Regions from separate parts of the Salvelinus alpinus genome. Here region 2 is linked to region 1. Evidence: chromatin contacts called from public Hi-C data. All regions are on one chromosome and are shown on one strand. Each heading gives the region's core, a stretch centred on a gene start, on an enhancer-like site or on the middle of the called end of the contact. The rest is flanking DNA. Distances are from core to core; before and after follow the strand shown.

Region 1 (6,337 bases), core at 3,588-6,087:
TTAAATAACTCGACGGGAAAAAGTGAAAACATAAGAATTAACAGAATTTATTTTTTTAATGTAAAAAGACGTCAGAAAATTAATTAACATCAATTCCAAAACATGACTTTCTCAACAGCTGAGGCCCCCCCCCAAAAAAAATACTATGTTGCGCATCAGGATCTGAAGCTTTACATCCCGACATGTGCTTTGTGTTTATTAAAAATAAAAAAAAAAGGACAGAGATATTGCATGTTTAAAATAAAAAATATAAAAAATAAAACAAGCAAATACTACATAGAAAAGATAAAAGGTCTATTTACATAGTCATACAAGGTTAAAATTCTGGCACAGTAAAACTCCAAACAAAAAGGATACAGAAAAGTTTTTTTTCATTGGGATATGACAGAAGTCCAGGGTACCAAGTTGGAGTCAGGACAGATGAGACCATTAACTGTGTTCCTGTTTATCACCAGGTCCTTCTGAGAGATGGGGTCCACCTGAGCTTTAGAATGTCACTAAACTGGTCCAAAATTAACTCTGTGTAGCCTGAATACGAATTAGCTCTTTAAACCCACCTCTAGGGCTTCCTTGATGCCGATCAGAGCTATAGTAAGAGACCTGAAAACTACATTACCCAGAGAGCTGAAAACTACATCGCCCAGAGTCATCTGCACCCCTAGCACAATACATTAAAAATAAAACTTACAAATCGGCTGTTTGATTGTGGAATTAAAAGTGACTTGATGACAATGCGATCGGACAAACTTTAAAAGGTATCAAATCCCAAGTCCTAAACAAAGTACTTAGGAAACAGTCAGCAATCCCTACAATAGAGCGCGGGTAGGGTACATATAGTGTAGGTGAACAGATAGGAGGGGATACCGACTTACTAAGGTTCCTTTCTGCCCGGGTCACTGTTAAACATTACTCGTTGGCCATGTGTCTACATATAAACCAGTGGAGGCTGGTGGGAGGAGCTACATGAGGATTGTAACGGCTAGAATGGAACCGAGCCAAACGTGTGGTTTCCATATGTTTGATGTGGTTGATACCCGAGTGGCACAGCGGTCTAAGGCACTGCATCTCAGTGCCAGAGGCGTAACTACAGACCTTGGTTCAATTCCAGGCTGTATTACAACCGGCTATGATTGGGAGTCCCATAGGGCAGCGCACAATTGGCCCAGCATTGTCCGGGTTAGGGGTTGGCCGTCATTGTAAATAAGAATTTGTTTTTAACTGACTTGCCTAGTTAAATAAATCTTAAATAAAAAAATATATACATCGTCCCATTGATTCCAGTCTAGCCAGAACAATGAGCCTGTCCTCCTATAGCTCCTCCCATATAAACCTTACTATGAGCCAACCAGACAGCACCTGGAGCTTTTCGCTTGACAACTAAAGTCTTGGGAGAACATGGCATAGGAGACAATCACAACCAGATGGACTTGAAATGGGCCACTACAACTTCTCACCAGAGTTAATCATCACCTTGTCTGAACGCAATAGCCCCTCCCCACATCTGTCATGTTACAAAACCACATTCCATTTTATAATTCTAAACCGCTTTCCTTTTTGTATGGAACATGTACAAAACAAATTAAACACTTAGATTCTACAGTAATATCTATGGTATACAAAAAAAAAAAAGATTTCCTGTTCCTGTTGTTCTAGCCTAGTTGTGATCCCATGCTCTGTTACAGGAGAGGCTAGTCGTCATCTCCATCGCTGTCATCTCCCTCGTCCTCTGCATCCCTCTTCCGTTTCTCTCCCTGGACTCCTACTCCATCCTCTTCCTCCTCCTCTTCAACATAGTCATCATCATCTTCCTCATCCTAGGGCCAGAGAACATTTTAATCAACATGACTAGGAGTTCTCTTTTCCTGTAGGGATTTTAGACCCAACATACCAACGACTAGAAAGCAGCAGGTTGCCGTGGTAATCCCCTAACGTAGCAGGTGTAGAAAGATAGCTGAGCCGAGTCCCTACTTCTATTTTAAGGGGAAACGGAACATAGGTTGAAAATACTCCATCCCCGAAAATCTGAAACATCCGCTTTCTGTCAACACCACTCTGGGTGGTAATCACTAGCTTTCTGTCAATGTGTAGAATCAGGAAATAAATGTAAATTGACATCTGGCGTGTATCCTCTAGGAGACTTGGACTATACACTGTCTCGTGTGTATCCTCTAAGAGAGACAGACTGTTAGCTGCACATGGGTTTGATGAATGATTACCTGAATGCCATCCTTCATCAGGTAGGACAGTCCCACCTCTTCGCCCTCGGAACCCTCATCATCTTCGTCATCGTCCCCATCTCTGGTGGGGCCGGCTGTGTGCTCGTCATCTGTGGGGAGGACAACATTGGGTTAATTCTTTGTAATGGTCTAGGACGAAGGCACATGTCTTAAGTTTATCCTCCCAGCCTTTCCTCAGTCCGTCCCCTCCCAGCCCTGTGTTGCTCACCATCATCAGCATCCGAGTCTAGCCCTTCATTGTCATCTGTGGGGAGGACAACATTGGGTTAATTCTTTGTAATGCTCTAGGACAAGGGCACACGTCTCAAATCTTTCCTCCCACCCTCAGCACGTTCCCTCCCAGCCCCGTCGTTGCTCACCATCGTCAGCCTCTGAGTCTGGCACCTCGTTGTCTTCGTGGTCATAGCCGTCCAGGAAGTTGACCTGAGGCAGCAGCTCAAAGACACTCTCCCTGTAGTCCTCCAGAGTAGTGATCTCACAGCTGTACAGGTCCAAACTCTTCAGGTTCTTCAGGTTTTTCTGCAATCACAATGTGATGCTGTTAAGATTCTGTAATAATGATTGTGATTGGAATCCATTAAGTGGAAAGTACTTTGTTGGGTCTACCAGGTGTGTTTATGGGGGTTCCCTTACCAGAGGCTTCACAGTGCTGAGCTCCTTGATCTTGTTGCCGCTCAGGTTGAGATACGTCAGGTTGGGACACTTCTCAGACAGCTGGTCCAGACCTCCAACGATCATGTTATCACTGATCTCCAGCTGAAGAGGACAGATATTGATTCATCTGAAAAAATACTACGTTCACAAGTATTATATAGTACATAGACAAAAAAATGCTTAATATCTTAATGTCCACTTGACTACTATAGTATGTGGCTAGATAGATGAATAGATTTTTACTTGGATTACATTTTTTATGTGGGTGAACCATCTTAACCTCTCCATGACCAGTGGCAAAATAGGATCTTGGACCGAAGATGATGCTCACCTTGAGCAGTTTTGGCAGGGAGGGCAGCTTAGCCAGGGAGGTGAGCCCCACGTTGACCATGCTGAGGAACTCCAGCTCTTTGTAGTCATCTGACAGCCCTTCCACCTCTCCATCACTGGACCTACAGTTGTCCACCACCAGCTCAGCCACCTGTGGAACAATTTGAATTACTGGTAAATGATACAGAATCATTGAGTTTGTTTTTATGAACTTGTTGCTATATTGTGCAAGAAATATAGAATATGAATAAATGACGTAGCATACTAGTATTCGTTTTGAACTACGCTAGAGAATGTCAACATCCTTCCTGCCGGCAACTCCCCCTCATCATACTAAAGTTACTAAAGTTAGCTCATGATCAGAGTGCGCGCGGCCACTATCACCAGCCAGAGAAGTCGTTAATTGTTACTGTCGCGGGAACTATAGCTAACTAACGTTACAAAGTAACACTAGCTACTAGCGGACGTAGTTAGCTAGCCATAAAGTAACGTATCTTGGTGAGGTTTAAATTGATCATGTACTATTCATACCCCTTACAAAGTCAACGGCCCAGCGTATAGCAATTGGCCAACACTTTCATCGAGTTTCAACTTCGTATCAACCGATGCAACATTTGATGCACGAACGCAAGGCTACAAAGTAATTACCCGCACAACGATGGGCGGCATTCTGCACAACTTTACCTTGCAAAACGCCACGCGGGCGCATAGGTTGCATGAAATGCATTCCAAAGATGGGTAGTTACAATATGTACCTATGTGATTGATAGCCTTGTAATTGCGGAGAACGCAAATTCAGTTAACTCGCTGTTTAAAAGACCAAATAAACACTACTTTCACACAAGCCACTTCTATTCAGTATGCGCAAACAACTCCATTGTGTTCTTCAAAACAACTCGTGGAGCTGGTCGGCTCTACGCTAGTAAATCCAAGGAGAATTTATTATAGGGCATTGCTGGCTAACTAGCTAGGCTACTAAAGTCCATGTAGGCTACCAATAGTTTTTGATAATTCTTAACATGGCCATTATTTGGGTTGGGAAATCTTGAACTCCATTAACTAACTAACGTTACCGGTTAGGAGTCTAGCTAGCCAGCATTGGCGCTAGCTACATGTAGCTAGCTAGCTGATGTCCTTGGTAGCGCTAACTCAGTCAGAGTAAGTCGCGCCACCATCAAGATTCTGATCCCATTTTAGTTCTAATCGATTTCTATCGCATCCTCTTTGTGGCAACCACCCATATGTGATTTATTATCCGATATTTTGTTGGCACACCAGTTGTATACTATAAGTTAGCAAGCTAAAGAGTATCGAGCATCGTCATTTCGCATCCACCATGGTTGAGTCGTCATCCTTCACAAAATGCATTGGGAAATAAATAAATAAAGACGTAATACTATACCTCGGCTGGGGTCTTGTTCCTCAACTCCAAACTGATCCTCTTCTCCATCTCCATTTTGAAGACAAACGAAAGCACAAAATCAAAGGAAAAATGAAAATAAAAAGCCGACCACTCAAGCGCTCAGTAACTCCAACCTTCTTCTGTCTATGGCTGATAGGCGATAACCAAACCACCATGTTACCTCGCACCCAACCCCCTTTCTAAGACACGCCTTCTTCTACATGAATATTACGTTTTTCTGTTTTTAATCATGCTATTGGGCCAGCTATTGCGCCATTCAACAGGGACCGCCCTAATTTACATAATATGGCTTGGTGGTAGTTGTAATTGGTCAGGATTGCGTTGTCATTTAATACAGGTCAACCAATGAGATGATAAATACCTCACTTTTAAACTTAGGATACGCCCCCTCTTTGTTCTCATTGGCGCCATTATCAAGTATCGACAGTTGATATAATGCTGTGTTCCTAACCAAGTGGGGAAAGTGGTAATTTCTAGTTGAGTAGTATCAAATCAAATTGTATTTGTCACATGCGCCGAATACAACAGGTGTACTAGACCTTACAGTGAAATGCTTACTTACAAGCCCTAACCAACAATGCAGTTAAAAATAATAATAAAATAATAATAATTACAGAAAAATATACAGAAAAAAATAATATGAAATAAAAGTTACAAATAATTAAAGAGCAGCAGCAAAATAATAATAGCGAGGCTATATACAGGACGTACCGGTACAGAGTCAATGTGTGGGGGCACCGGTTAGTCAAGGTAATTGAGGTACTATGTACATGTAGGTAGAGTTATTAAAGTGACTATGCATAGATAATAACAGAGAGTGGCAAAACATAGTGTTCAAAAACCATATTAATAGATTGTTTTTTATAAATAATATTTTTTGTTGTTGCATTAAACTGCTGAAAATGCTGGTGATGTCAAAGATCATTATGTGGGAGAAGTTGGCACTCAGGGATGATATAGGGGTTTTCACAAATTACCAGTTCGAGGGGCGTTCAAGTGTACTGAACAAAAATATAAATGCAACATGCAACAATTTCAATAATTTTACTGAGTTACAGTTCCTATAAGGAAATCAGTCCATTTAAATAAACAAATTAGGCACTAATCTATGGATTTCACATGACTGGGCAGGGGTGCAGCCATGGGGAGCCAGGCCCAGACAATCAAAAGACGTTTTTAGAAAAATTAGCATTCAATTCTCTGGCAACAGCTCTGGTGGACATTCCTGCAGTCAGCATGCCGATTGCACGCTCCCTCAACTTGAGACATCTGTGGCATTGTGTTGCGTTGTATTGTTCCCAGCACAAGGTGTGCCTGTGTAATGATCATGCTGTTTAATCAGCTTCTTGATATGCAACACCTGTCAGGAGGAGAAATGTTCACTAACAGGGATGTAACCAAATTTGTGCTAAAAATTTGAGAAATAAGCTTTTTGTGCATATGGAAAAATTCTGGGATCTTTTATTTCAGCTCATGAAATATGGGTTTATATTTTTGTTCAGTATAGAGTTTTCCCAGTCTTATGTGGTAAATACAACCTTCCCAATAGGTTATAAACACAGCGTTAGAGTGTTCCGCTATAATAAATGTAATGTATAATCCACATTTTGACTCTATGAAAATGTTCAATATAAAATGCATTAGCATTTTGGTAAGTTACCAGAAGCTCTTATCCAGAGCGACTTTACAGTCA
Region 2 (6,314 bases), core at 222-2,721, 130 kb before region 1:
AGTTTGACGCGTGTCTTATGCTAACAGACTATATGACTGGGTCATTGACTATTCATATATGTTCAGACCACGACAAGGGACGCAGTGATCAGTCCGTCACCAAGTTGACAGTCAAAAGGGTGTGCCAGTCTGTCTCTGTGGCAATAGTTGGCCAATGGGCATGCTCACCGTTGTCGTTGTCGCCCTCTATGAATTCCAACTCCTCCTCCACGTCATCATACATCTGTTGCCATGGCTCCAACTCCTCCTCCTCACACTCCATGAATAAATCGCCATCCATATTGCTGAACGGATCAAATAATGTCTAATAAAACAACTACAACACACTGAATGGTTAAAATGTCTAGTAAGTGTACACTCATTAGTGTAGATCTATCGCTAGAGAACTATGAACAGTGTCAGAACACCATACATTAAAAAAAGGCCATTGTTGCTTGAGTAAATATCAGTGTTTTATAACTGTCACGTGATTGTGTAACTTGTATGAAACTATAAAGTTAATTTATTTCATACATTTATTATATTGTACTTTTAAAAAAAACGTTATTTAACTAGGCAAGTCAGTTAAGAAGAAAATCTTATTTTCAATGACAGCCTAGGAACAGTGGGTTAACTGCCTTGTTCAGGGGCAGAACGACAGATTTGTACCTTGTCAGCTCAGGGATTCGATCTTGCAACCTTCCGGTTACTAGTCCAACGCTCTAACCACTAGGCTACCTGCCGGCTACCTGATGTAATCTACAGTATTGAAGAAAACAAAGCCTAATGATTGAATGATGACAATGTGACTCAGAGACTTGGGTTTCAGAAATATAGAAAATCTGTCCAGGATTTAAATAATCTTATGAAAATGAATTTCTAAAGATATAAAAATATATATTAAAGTATTTTTTTTAAATATATATACATAATTGATTTCATCTATTATTCTTCTCTGGCTCATTGTGATATAATTTCTCGCTAAATGTCCCTGGCAACCACTAGGAAATTTACGAAAGGGGCGGGGGACAAAAATAGTTCTCTACATGCATGACAGATTTGAGGTGCATGACTCAAATAAAACAGCTGTTCGTTCCGTGAGTCTAACAAGTTATATACATGTATTGCAGAAGACATGATCTCGTAATGCAATAGTCGCATTCCAAAGAGATAAGATAAAATACATTCTGCGTCGGCGTAATGTTACTACTGACTCAAAACGTGTAGGCTACGCTATTGATGCCTTTCCACTGTAACGTTTAGCGTGCATATTAGGTATATTTACGGCACAAAAATATATATTATTTGTGACACACAAACTAAAAGTAAAACCATAAACTATTACAGTTAAATACTTACCCTTTCCAATACGAAGACAGAACGCTAATAAACTAGAACACACAGAAATTCTTCGCGGGCTACATGTTCCCCATTGGAGGCATATTAATCCGCAAGAAGGAGACAAACGTTTACCTCTTTCAGCAAATTACATTGGTCAAAACAAAGTTTTGCGTCATTTCCGCTTTAAAATCTGCACTGTGATTGGCTTCCATCAATGTAAAGAAGAGAGGCGGAGCAAATTTTCAGGAAATAGGGTTGCCCTAAAACTGCGTTGTTTTCATAAAATACATTAAAAACGTAATTAATTCAATTCAATTAATTTCTAACACGGTCATTAATACTCAAATAAATGAAATAGTATTAATTTCAACCAAATATATGTCAATACTAATATCCATACACTCACTAAAGGCAAATTAATTGAAGCTGCAAGCAGCCATTTTGTTATATCATGATGCTATTGATTAACCCTTATTCATGACTCAAATTCCATTGCATTACATTGAGCCATTGGACTTACTCTTTCGCCTTGTGAGAAAAATGCCCAGACACTCGGACCCTAACAAAATGCTGTCTAAATGCAAATACACCTCACACGCGATACAATTTTGGAAACATTTGGAATTTTACTTTCATGTAAGCAAGACATAATTGTTCAAATACAAAAGCTACATTTACTGTGCAGTTTAGGAAAGAACATTGCCTCAAACCGAGACTACACTTCCTCCCCTCCAATTTCCAATGGCGCGGAACAGGGGAGGAAGTTTTGTACTTTGGCTGGGGGCTGTGTTTTTGAAAATGTGCAGTGTGCAAAAATGATGCAACTTTGCTAAAATGCATACAGTAAGTGTATATTTTGTATTTAAAAGATTCTTCCACCCTGATGTGAAAGTTAAGTTACAAAGGATTCCTAAACTGTAGGCCTATCGGAAGTGAAGATTATTAACGTTTCTAAACTTTAAAACAGTGACAGGATTGTAGTTCATTGATCCAGCTGTGGTCCATACTTTCAATTGAGAACTAAAAAGCTGGGTTCTCAAGAACTAACTATTGATGTGCTGATTAATGTTACATACTCACATTGCAATTTTATGTTCTCACATTACATTTTTACAGAGTGAACTGCGTGTGTCAAATCAAATAATGTTTTATTTGTCACATGCGCCGAAAACAACAGGTGTAGACCTTACTGTGAAATGCTTACTTACCAACAATGCAGTTCAAAAAATATTTACGAAATAAACCTAATTGAAAAAAACGTCATAATAATCTAAAAGTAACACAAGAAAATGACATAACAATGTAATGTGTGTGTGTGTGTGTGTGAAAGAGAGAATCAAGCCAAATCAAATGTATTCATATAGCCCTTCTTACATCAGCTGATATCTCAAAATGCTGTACAGAAACCCAGCCTAAAACCCCAAACAGCAAGCAATGCAGGTGTAGAAGCACGGTGGCTAGGAAAAACTCCCTAGAAAGGCCAAAACCTAGGAAGAAACCTAGAGCGGAACCAGGCTATGAGGGGTGGCCAGTGCTCTTCTGGCTGTGCCGGGTGGAGATTATAACAGAACATGGCCAAGATGTTCAAATGTTCAGAAATGACCAGCATGGTCAAATAATAATAATCACAGTAGTTGTCGAGGGTGCAACAGGACAGCACCTCTACCGCTCCTGCTGTCTCTAGAGAGTTGAAAACAGCAGGTCTGGGACAGGTAGCACGTCCGGTGAACAGGTCAGGGTTCCATAGCCGCAGGCAGAACAGTTGAAACTGGAGCAGCAGCACGGCCAGGTGGACTGGGGACAGCAAGGAGTCATCATGCCAGGTAGTCCTGAGGCATGGTCCTAGGGCTCAGGTCCTCCGAGAGAGAGAAAGAAAGAGAAAGAAAGAGAGAAAGAGAGAACTAGAGAGAGAATACTTAAATTCACACAGGACACCAGATAAGACAGGAGAAATACTCCAGATATAACAGACTGACCCTAGCCCCCCGACACATAAACTACTGCAGCATAAACACTGGAGGCTGAGACAGGAGGGGTCAGGAGACACTGTGGCCCCATCCAATGATACCCCCGGACAGGGCCAAACAGGCAGGATATAACCCCACCCACTTTGCCAAAGCACAGCCCCCACACCACTAGAGGGATATCTTCAACCACCAACTTACCATCCTGAAACAAGGCCGAGTATAGCCCACAAAGATATCCGCCACGGCACAACCCAAGGGGGGGCGCTAACCCGGACAGGAAGACCACGTCAGGGACTCAACCCACTCAAGTGATGCACCCCTCCTAGGGACGGCATGGAAGAGCACCAGTAAGCCAGTGACTCAGCCCCTGTAATAGGGTTAGAGGCAGAGAATCCCAGTGGAGAGAGGGGAACCGGCCAGGCAGAGACAGCAAGGGCGGTTCGTTGCTCCAGTGCCTTTCCGTTCACCTTCACACTCCTGGGCCAGACTACACTCAATCATAGGACCTACTGAAGAGATGAGTCTTCAATAAAGACTTAAAGGTTGAGACCGAGTCTGCGTCTCTCACATGGGTAGGCAGACCATTCCATAAAAATGGAGCTCTATAGGAGAAAGCCCTGCCTCCAGCTGTTTGCTTAGAAATTCTAGGGACAATTAGGAGGCCTGCGTCTTGTGACCATAGCGTACGTGTAGGTATGTACGGCAGGACCAAATCGGAAGACGGGGTCATCATCCAGGATAATTTATTCACTTTTGGATTCATGTACATGTATTCCACTCAACAAACCAATGTTACAAAAAGACTGCTTATAGGCTATAGGCCTAGGCTGTCATCAAGGCAAATGGTGGCTACTTTGAAGAATCTTAAATATAAAATATATTTTGATTTGTTTAACTTTTTTGGTTACTACATGATTCCATATGTGTCATTTCATAGTTTTGATGCCTTCACTATTATTCTACAATGTAGAAAATAGTAAAAATAAAGAAAAAACCCTGGAATGACTAGGTGTGTGTCACGATCGTGTGGAAGAGATTCGGACCAAAACGCAGCATGAGGAAAATAAGCCATCTTCTTTTAATAAACGAACGAAGATGAACATGAAACGAAAACACTATACAAACAAACAAAAAATGATCGTGAAGCTAAATAACGCAAGTGCACAGACAAGCAACAAACGTTAAACAAGACAACTACCCACAAAAGCCTACTGCCTATGGCTACCTTAAATATGGCTCCCAATCAGAGACAAATGAATGACAGCTGTCTCTGATTGAGACCCAATCTAGGCAGCCATAGACATGACTAGACAACCTAACAATACTCTATCCCATACACATACAACACCCATAGACTAACCAAAACACACACAACATACAATGCCCACCCCAACTCACGCCCTGACCAACTAAACATAATCAAAATAACATAAAAATAGGTCAGGAACGTGACAGGTGTGTCCAAACTTTTGACTGGTACTGTATTTGGAAATGTGTATATATATTGTTTTATTTTATTATCTTAGGTTATAGGTTTAGGCTATTGTAACACTGAATTGACCAGTAATATTACTGTTAGGTAGCAAACAAAACCCATCAGTGCAGCGCAGTAGGCATGCTATCTCCCTCTGGTCCCTCTACATTTCAAAAAGGATATGTGTTATGCAGCAATAGGTCTTACCTCAAATAACCTAACCAAACAACTATCACAGCAGCCTATAAACATAAGGATATTAGCCCGTCATTGTGATGTCAAAGTTTATCATTGTAGGCAGCAGATTAGCCTAAATTGCATGACATGGATATAGTTTTTATGCCAGATCACGTTCTAGGAATTGTATTCTCGTAAAATGCATTGTTAAACAATTCTGTCTATTCATTTGCATTGGTATGTTTACGTTTGTTTGCAGCGTTTTCATTCGCTGGACTGGGCTCACTCAGTTCACACCTAGAGATGTAACATAACACTTTGTATTTCGACACAACTGCTGCTCTCGTATTGCCCATGATACATTAGAGAATACGATTGTAATCTCTTCGTAATCTGAAGACAGACGCTAAATCCCTCTACTTAAATTGCTTTAAACCTATGAATAGCCTCGCTCTCAGATGAGAGCATCATAGCCGACAAAACATCGTAATATTCCTCGATTAGAACGAGGTGACTCCCAAGGCGGACGGTATTCGGTCCGTCCACCTAAAGTCTGGCAGGTTTTTGCCTAGGCTACGGATAAAATGTGGGATGAAGTTGATCCGTCTGCGCCGGTTAAGTATGGCGCTGTCATAGCGGTCACAGTGATCTGTAAGTCATGGCCTTTGTTTTTCATTGTACTATTTGAAGCGTGTTTGTTACAATGAAATAACCAAGTAAAAAAACATAGAATAGTCTTTGAATTAAATGTGAAGGCGGGGCAAGGAAATCACTCAGAATATGAAATCGATTTAACGGTTTAAAGAAAAGGCTCTAAAGATAATTTTCATTCTCTATCATCATTCAACTTGGTTTGTCTTTTTGTCTCACTTATTATTGTTTTATTAGAGAGAGCGATAACTTTGTTGTTATTTTGAATATTAAACAAGACAAAATTGGTTGTGTTAATTCTAATTTGTGAAGAACACTTACTAAATTTGCCAACATATATTTATGCTCTCTTTGCAGACATCTGTTATTAAGATGTTATCTTGATGTTATTCAATGTTTTTTAACAGTTCTTTATCACAAACATATCACAGGTCTTAATATCAAGTGCACAGTTAACTCCTATTGAATATTAAACAAGACAAAATTGGTTGTGTTAATTCTAATTTGTGAAGAACACTTACTAAATTTGCCAACATATATTTATGCTCTCTTTGCAGACATCTGTTATTAAGATGTTATCTTGATGTTATTCAATGTTTTTTAACAGTTCTTTATTACAAACATATCACAGGTCTTAATATCAAGTGCACAGTTAACTCCTATTCATACATTCCAGGGGCATGTTAAAATGCTCAGAGTTTCTGTCAGTCCACCCAGAAAAATGT

What was found. A called contact is a pair of places that touch in the nucleus more often than the background predicts.
Region 2: a contact with region 1 is called in a Hi-C map of muscle, with 4 times the contacts expected there. The contact joins the promoter of pogzb here to the promoter of LOC139573146 in region 1. A contact is called at or near these places in 2 of 3 Hi-C or Micro-C datasets (muscle and red muscle).

The regions. Positions count from the first base shown.
Region 1 is chr4:25,665,106-25,671,442 of SLU_Salpinus.1, reverse strand. LOC139573146 (acidic leucine-rich nuclear phosphoprotein 32 family member E-like) reads right to left here and starts at 4,837. Exons shown (of 6, transcript XM_071396287.1): 1 at 4,624-4,837; 2 at 3,223-3,372; 3 at 2,871-2,993; 4 at 2,597-2,756; 5 at 2,217-2,326; 6 at 28-1,814. The coding sequence starts at 4,677. The coding sequence ends at 1,689.
Region 2 is chr4:25,796,298-25,802,611 of SLU_Salpinus.1, reverse strand. It overlaps pogzb (pogo transposable element derived with ZNF domain b), which reads right to left and starts at 1,471. Exons shown (of 20, transcript XM_071396261.1): 1 at 1,339-1,471; 2 at 169-284. The coding sequence starts at 280. LOC139573132 (retinol dehydrogenase 12) reads left to right here and starts at 5,118. Exons shown (of 7, transcript XM_071396265.1): 1 at 5,118-5,589. The coding sequence starts at 5,523.